Regions from separate parts of the Mus musculus genome. Here region 1 is linked to region 2. Evidence: chromatin contacts called from public HiChIP or PLAC-seq data. All regions are on one chromosome and are shown on one strand. The core of a region is the stretch at or near the end of the contact, and the rest is flanking DNA. Distances in the headings are between cores, read along the strand shown.

What was found. HiChIP or PLAC-seq counts read pairs in DNA pulled down with a chosen protein or histone mark.
Region 1: a contact with region 2 is called in an H3K27ac HiChIP or PLAC-seq map of embryonic stem cells, with 3 times the contacts expected there. The contact joins the enhancer-like site here to the promoter of Echs1 in region 2. A contact is called at or near these places in 1 of 39 promoter capture datasets (cranial neural crest), 2 of 484 Hi-C or Micro-C datasets (B cells and embryonic stem cells) and 4 of 115 datasets of contacts at active chromatin or transcription factors (astrocytes, embryonic stem cells and stem cell-derived neural progenitor cells).

The regions. Positions count from the first base shown.
Region 1 is chr7:141,146,767-141,150,437 of GRCm38.p6, reverse strand. It overlaps Ptdss2 (phosphatidylserine synthase 2), which reads right to left. Exons shown (of 12, transcript NM_013782.4): 4 at 3,290-3,357. Among named protein-coding and RNA genes, the nearest start is that of Ptdss2, 17 kb to the right of the region's middle. Within about 2 kb of position 1,572, at least 16 of the 459 cell types and tissues checked have an H3K27ac peak or open chromatin away from gene starts, as enhancers often do. A contact at or near this core is called in embryonic stem cells, where this site is marked.
Region 2 is chr7:140,114,427-140,118,445 of GRCm38.p6, reverse strand. It overlaps Echs1 (enoyl Coenzyme A hydratase, short chain, 1, mitochondrial), which reads left to right and starts at 2,025. Exons shown (of 8, transcript NM_053119.3): 1 at 2,025-2,139. The coding sequence starts at 2,052. It also overlaps a transcript of Paox not described here.

The DNA of each region.
Region 1 (3,671 bases), core at 323-2,822, 1.0 Mb before region 2:
GAGTCATGCTGATAAGAACAAATTATTAGACACTTAACACATGGTTGGATAGAGACAGGTTTTCCTCAAGAGGAACTCCATAATACATAGATACACAACCCTGAGATAGTGAACCCCAAGTCCTGGCTCCTACCCGGACATGGATAGCACATAGAAACTTCCTTCAAGAGAGCAGACAGACACAGGCAGTTAAAGGCCTGTATGAGGGAAGCCTAGCAGCCTCTCCACGGTCAGGGTTAGTCTTACCAGGGAGAAGCCCCACTGACAGACTGCTTATATCTTAAATCCGGCCAAATCCTAAGAAATACAGCAGACAAATCCTAATGAACTCCAATGCCGAAGACAGAGGAAAAAAAAAACAGTTCAAGGAAGGCAATCTAAGAAAGTATCTCATGAATAAGGATGCAAAGATCCTGGGCAGAATCCTAGGAGGCTGGATCCAGACTCCAGACAGGGTTAGACACCACCACCTCCTCTCAGGAATGCCCATAGCTTCCAAGAAGAAAATCATGCCAGGCATTGCAATGCACACCTCTGACAGCAACACTCGGGGAGGCAGAAGCAGGAGGACTTAAGTATATGTACAGCAAGCTCAGGGCCAGCCTGGGCTATACAACAAGACCCTGTTTCAAAACCAGGAGGCTGGTGAGATGGCTCAGTGGGTAAGAGCACCCGACTGGTAAGGTCCAGAGTTCAAATCCCAGCAACCACATGGTGGCTCACAGCCATCTGTAACGAGATCTGACTCCCTCTTCTGGAGTGTCTGAAGATAGCTACAGTGTACTTACATATAATAAATAAATAAATCTTTAAAAAAAAAAAAAAAAAAAACCAGACCAAACCAACATCCCAAATAAACCACATTTTAAAAATTATTTGGTGCAAATACCATCATCAATAAAGGAAAAACTCACACAATCATCTTACTTAATGTAGAAAACGCATCTCACAAAATCAAAAAGTCTAACACGGAATAATGAAAACCAGAAGCCAGCTGCACCAGAACCAAAACAGCTCCCGCTCGGTGAAGGCTTCTGAGAAAAGTCAGAGCTCAGATTGCACCTCGCAGAAAGGCTGGATACTCCGATAAGGTCCAGAACCAGGTAAGGAGGTCCATGCTTGTGATCAGCCTCCGGAAGGCCCAGCTAGGGGAGTCAGGCAAGAGTGGGAAACAGCAGACTGTAAGGAAGTGTGGCAGCATCCTGGTGCAGATGGCAGGGGCTAGACAACAACAAAGCCTGCACAAGCACTAGAGCTGGTAAGGTTAGCAAGGCCACAGGACACACATCAACACAAAAACTATTTCTACACCCTATTAGCAAATTAAATACTTGGGAATAATTTAACAATGCAAGTACAAAATGTACATTATGAAAACTATAAAGTATAATAGGAAGTCATTAAGGGGCTATAAGGGGATAGAAAGATACCTCAAGTCCATGAACCACAAGATCTAACACTGTGGTGGCAGTGTTCTAAACTGATCAATTCGACCTCTGTTAACATCTCACCTGCTAGGGTTGGGGTGGGGCTCAGTAGTAGAGCGTTTGCCTAGCATGCAGGAGGACTGAATTCCACCACCAGCATTGCAAACAAAGAAAACGAAACCTCACCAGCTCTCTTACATAGCCAGAAAGAGAGTCTAGCATTCACTTGGAAATGCAGGAGATCAGCTGACACGGGGCAATCATGAGAGAGAAGAACAGGGGCTGGAAAAGTGGCTCAGTGGTTAAGAGCACTGACTGCTCTTCTAGAGATCCTGAGTTCAACTCCCAGCAACCACATGGTGGCTCACAACCATCTGTTGTGGAATCCGATGCCCTCTTCTGGTGTGTGAAGACAGCAACAGTGTACTTGTATAAAACAGATAAATCACCGGGTGTAGTGTCGCATGCCTTGGATCCCAGCACTTGGGAGGCAGAGGCAGAGGCAGGCGGATTTCTGAGTTCGAGGCCAGCCTGGTCTACAAAGTGAGTTACAGGACAGCCAGGGCTACACAGAGAAACCCTGTCTTGGAAAAAAACAAAACAAAACAAAAATAAATCTTTAAAAAAGAAAAGAAAGAGAAGAACAAAGTGTGGAAGATTGCCATGGCCACCTGGCCTACCAGACACCCACCAGCCTTTGCAGAGCTGACAGCCCGTTAGTAGCTTAGTCTGTGACCTATACAGTCCAGAGGAGCCCTGGAGATGAGACACTTAGGTGTGCTATGGTGTTTTCAAGTGAATCTCTGGCAGGAAAAAGACAAAACAAGAGATGTCACCTTATACCCATTAGGATATAATTCCATTCACCGCCAGCAAATCCAGCTCTGACAACAGAACTCAGACAACAGAACTGAAAGATGGCATAAAGCAGCAGAATTCTAGGTCAGCGCTGGTGGGATGCAAGATGGCACAGCCATGCTGGAATGCAATCTGGCAGCTCCTCAAACATTAAAGGCCTGTGTGATGAGACCAGTGAGACCACAATGGGCCTGTCTAGGAGAGAAATGCAACTTTGTATCCCACAAGCCCTAACAGGATTGTTGAGAGCAGCTTGATTCACAGCAGCTCCTAATGGGAAACCAAATGCCTCTTGGGTCCTGAAATGTCCCTCAGGAAAGAAGAAACACTGTACCAACGATACAGCTGGGTGGACCTCAAAGACATGATATGGGTTATCAAGAACACCCTCGGGGTGTTCCAAGACAAGTCTTGACAGATGGCAGGTAACTGGAGAGTAGAACAGAGAGACTATCAAAGAGATCTGAGTGAGTTTTCTAGATACGGAACTGTTCTGGGTCTACTAGGATGTTTGTACATGCACAGGGACTCAGCCCTGCATAACTGCCCCAGACGGTGTGGTGGATTTAGCACAATAAAAACCCTAGTGACTCACTCACTCATGGAACTCAGAATTCAGTGACTGAAGCAGAGTGGACCATTAGTGAACACATAATGCAATACTCCATTCCCCTCCCACCCCCCTGGTGAGCTGCAAATCCCACCAGCTCCCCCGGGTCCCAGGCAGGCCCAAGTTCCTAAAGCGGCAGCTACTGCACTTGACCTGTCTGTCATCAGAGGAGCTGTCTCCCCTGTGTCTGTCCCGGCTTGCATACAAAGATGGCAGCAGCCTGTGCCTGTACCCACACTAAGACACTCCTCCATATGGGCCAGCCTGGAGGGTAAGACAGTTTGTGTCTACCCGTGCTGGTCCAGCCTGGCTTCTTGCCAGCACCCTGGGGCCTGAGGATTCAAGCCTCCTCTATTATCTATACTTGTTTTATCAACCAAGAAAAGCTGCTTACCTGGAAAAGGATGAAGATGAGAAACAATTCGTAGACCACACTAACACACAGCCAAAACCGCCAGTAAGCTACAACAAGATAATAGCAATGTCAGGGGCTCTGCTCTGGGGCGCTAGGCCCCACCCAGCCTCAGGAGGCTCCTGATCAGACAGTCTTTTTAAGGGAATGCTCAGGTGTCCTTCATAGAATCTTTGTAAGCAAGGACTAAGTGAAGTTACACAGAACTCCTCTATGAAATGTGAGATGCTTTCCTCTTCTTGAGTCCCGAGGCCTTTACTCCGTTTGCCTTGCTGCAGAGGCACAGAAGGGCCACGGTGCTGGGAGTGAGGGCCTCCTCCTCCTCCTCCGAGATGTACTGATGCTGCTGACCTGCTCTGCTGGA
Region 2 (4,019 bases), core at 776-3,275:
AAGTCTTTGCTTTCTGCCTGCTCACCCTCGTTCTCACTGGCCAGTTTTTACAGCCTGATCCTGAGGATTTCCTCATCAATATTAGAGCTACATCTTCTGGATTCCAACTACGCTGAAGACCAGCTGAGCCCTCCAGCCTTGTGGACTGAACTATTGGATTCTTGAACTTGCTATCAGGAGACAGACACTATTGGGTTAACTGGGCCAAAGCCTGTAAGCCATTCTAATCATAAGTACACACACACACACACACACACACACACACACACACACACACACAAAAGAGTCCCAGATCTCATTACAGATGGCTGCAAGCCATGTGGTTGTTGGGGATTGAACTCAGGATCTCTGGAACAGCAGCCAGTGCTCCGAATCTCTGAGCCATCTTTCCAGCCCAGTATTTGCAGTTTTTAAAGCATCCCAGAAAACGTGTGTGTGTGTGTGTGTGTGTGTGTGTGTGTGTGAGAGAGAGAGAGAGAGAGAGAGAATTATATCAGTTCTATTCCTTTAGAGAACCCTGACAAATACAATATTCTCACTCTTTAGGTGTTTATTCCTTTGTCCCTAAACTCAAGAGAATATTAGGCACCTAACCTCAACACCAGTCCTGGGTTGTTAAATAAATTGTGTTTGAGACATTTCATTTTGGAACTACTGTCATGGTTGCTTAGCCTATGCTAACACAGAGACCTGGAGCAAAGGTTTGGTGGTGGTCTGTTTCTGTTTATATTCTATCTTAGTCTTGAAATAAAGTTTGCTGACTGTTCTATTCTGGTTTGGATTGTTTTCTTTAAAGTATTGAGAATCCAAACCTACTCCATCTTGGGACCAGCCTCTATCTAAAAGAAAAAAAAAAAAAAAGCCTGAGAACTTGACCTACAGAAGAACCCAGGTTGTACCCACGTACCAGGAAAGACCCCATGGCTTGTCCTTGGCCAGCGTTACTCTGTAGCTACTTCCTAACAACAGTAAAACAAAGACTAGCCTGATTGTTTCAGATGCACTTTCAGACCCTTTGTGACTGAATACAGTCGGCTTACAATAGACCTTCAGTTAGATACTTTCCAAGATGGACACCCCCTCTCTTACCTTCCATTTCTTGTAAAGCCCTGTCCAGATGAGAGTTCAAGGCTTCTCTGCCTTCCCTTCCTGTCCTGCTGTGTCAGGGTTGAGTTGGAGGAGAGGGCCCAAGCCTGAGCCTGTAATAGAGACCCTAATACTATTACATCGAAAAGGCTCCTTGGTGGACTTTTGGGGTTCACAAACTTCCCGGCATAACAGTATCAAGCTTGCTTTTGTCTGGAGATTCTGTCCTTTATCTCTATCCTAGGGTTTGCAGGACCAGGGCAAGAATACAAATGAAGGCCTGATAATACTTGCTAAATATTTTTAAGTTATAATTCAAGATAATTTACGTGAACAAAACATTGGCTTTCTTTTAAATTTATGTGAAATCTTCTCATCTTGTAAAATCACAGCTATTTCTAACCTGGTGTTATGAAGCTAGTCAGTTGTCATGTAAAGAATACCTCTGGAGCAGGGTATAATGGCTCATGCCTTTAATCCAAGCATTTGGAAGGCAGAGGCAAATGGATCTCTGTGAGATTGAGAAACAGCCTGGCCCATAAGGAGGGTTCCAGCCAACCAGGGCTATGAAGTAAGACCCTCACACAAAGCTAAACAAAACCGTCTTGCACTTTACCGCTTTATGCTTTATTACTGTATCTGTGATCGCGTCTTCCCGTAGTTTTTCCCCTGGTCAAGAACGAAAGCATACGGCCATCACAGGGGAAAGGGCACAGCCATGTCTCCCAGTCTGGCTTCGTAAACCGGGCACCCGCCAAGGGCACACCACCAAAGTGATGCAATTAACAGACTACTCCAAGAACCGCAGCCCAGCACCCCACGCTGCCCCACCCCGCCCTCTGTACCAGCCCGCTCAGGTCACGGGTCCACCCCTTAAGCTTCCGTCTTCATCCCGCCTGGGATCTGGGGCGGAGCGATTCTGCAGGCGGGGCGATTCTGTGGGCGGAACACATCGTCTCTCCGCCATGGCGGCCCTGCGTGCTCTGCTGCCCAGAGCCTGTAGCTCACTGTTGTCCTCAGTCCGCTGCCCAGAACTACGGCGCTTCGCCTCGGGTGAGTGCGGACACCGGCGGGGTGCGTCACCCCACCCACGTTGGGTGGTTTCTCCACCCATAACCTCTGGGTGGTCCCTAAACCCCGGCCTGCACGCATCCTCACTTGATCCTGGCCCTTCTCTCCTAACTCTAGATCTTTTGTCTGACCCCCTACTTCCACAAGCATGCACTCCCAACACTTGACTCTGAAGTACCTGGACCCTGGATTCGAGTACGCATCCCCACACTAAACCCAGATTTCCTGCAAGTGACCACTGACTCTAGCTTGGTGATCTTCCTTCTGAGCCTCCAACTCCAGCGCTCGACTGACCCCTTCCCAATTCCTTACCCCGTTCCCCGCTCCTCAGTCTGACCTTAGTCTCACCTTACAAGCCCAGCCAGATCCTAGCACCTCGAAGCCATGTCTAGTGGGAGGGCTCTGGGTGTAATAGCTTCTCAACGCTCGAACTTTTATGAGTGTCAGCTGGGAACATGCATGTTGGTTGTGAAATCCCATGTGTTTAGGTAGCTTTAAGAGAATGTGAAAGTAGGTTAAGTAAGACAGCCTGGGTATTGGGAAAGGTTTGTCCATAGTGCCTCCTGTCTAGTCTCTGCTGTTTCCACAGTCTCTCCTGATCGTGTCCTTCAAGCCACCCAATCAGCGTAGCCCATACCGACACACCCACTTTCCTTCCTAGCCAGCTGAATAGTTCCTCCCTTCCCACTCCTTGGCTCAACTCCTCTACAGACTTCTAGTACTCCACTGTGAATTTTTTTTTAATATTTTTTATTTAGTATTTTCCTCATTTACATTTCCAATGCTATCCCAAAAGTTCCCCATACCCTCCCCACCACTCCCCTACCCACCCACTCCCACTTTTTGGCCCTGGCGTTCCCCTGTACTGGGGCATATAAAGTTTGCAAGTCCAATGGGCCTCTTTCTGTTGATGGCCGACTAGGCCATCTTTTGATACATATGCGGCTAGAGTCAAGAGCTCCGGGGTACTGGTTAGCTCATAATGTTGTTCTACCTATAGGGTTGCACCTTTAGCTCCTTGGGTATTTTCTCTAGCTCCTCCATTGGGGGCCCTGTGATCCATCCAATAGCTGACTGTGAGCATCCACTTCTGTGTTCGCTAGGCCCCGGCATAGTCTCACAAGAGACAGCCATATCTGGGTCCTTTCAGCAAAATCATGCTAGTGTATGCAATGGGGTCAGCGTTTGGAAGCTGATTATGGGATGGATCCCCGGATATAGCAGTCTCTAGATGGTCCATCCTTTTGTCTCAGCTCCAAACTTTGTCTCTGTAACTCCTTCCATGGGTGTTTTGTTCCCAATTCTAAGAAGGGGCAAAGTGTCCACACTTTGGTCTTCGTTCTTCTTGAGTTTCATGCGTTTAGCAAATTGTATCTTATATCTTGGGTATCCTAAGTTTCTGGGTCCACTGTGAATTCTTAACCACGTTCTGGGGCAAGGGTTCCTCCTGAATCCCAACCTGGATTGGCTGTCATGTCCTGCTTCCCGGAATGGTAGACAGCCTACTGTTCAGTAACGTACCTCACACTTAAGTTACAACGGAACAAATCACCCAGAACACAGACCTTCACTCTCAGGTTTACCTCCCTCACCTTAAGTCTGTGGGCTGCACTCCCCAAGTCTGAGCTGGTTGGCCCTCCAGATCTCCTAGAACAAATGGTGCATTGGATCAGTCTCTGTCCCACCAGGCATACTGCTCCAGCAGGCCCGGGCTCTGGCTGGCTCCCGCCTGCTGTCTGCTCTGGAAAGTGCAGGCATATGGGGAGAGGGTGAATGTTCTGTGCTAGAGTTTTCCTTTTCGTTCCTTTGATCGTTTGTTGAGACACTATCTCACTATGTAGCTCTGGCTGGCCTGGAACTAG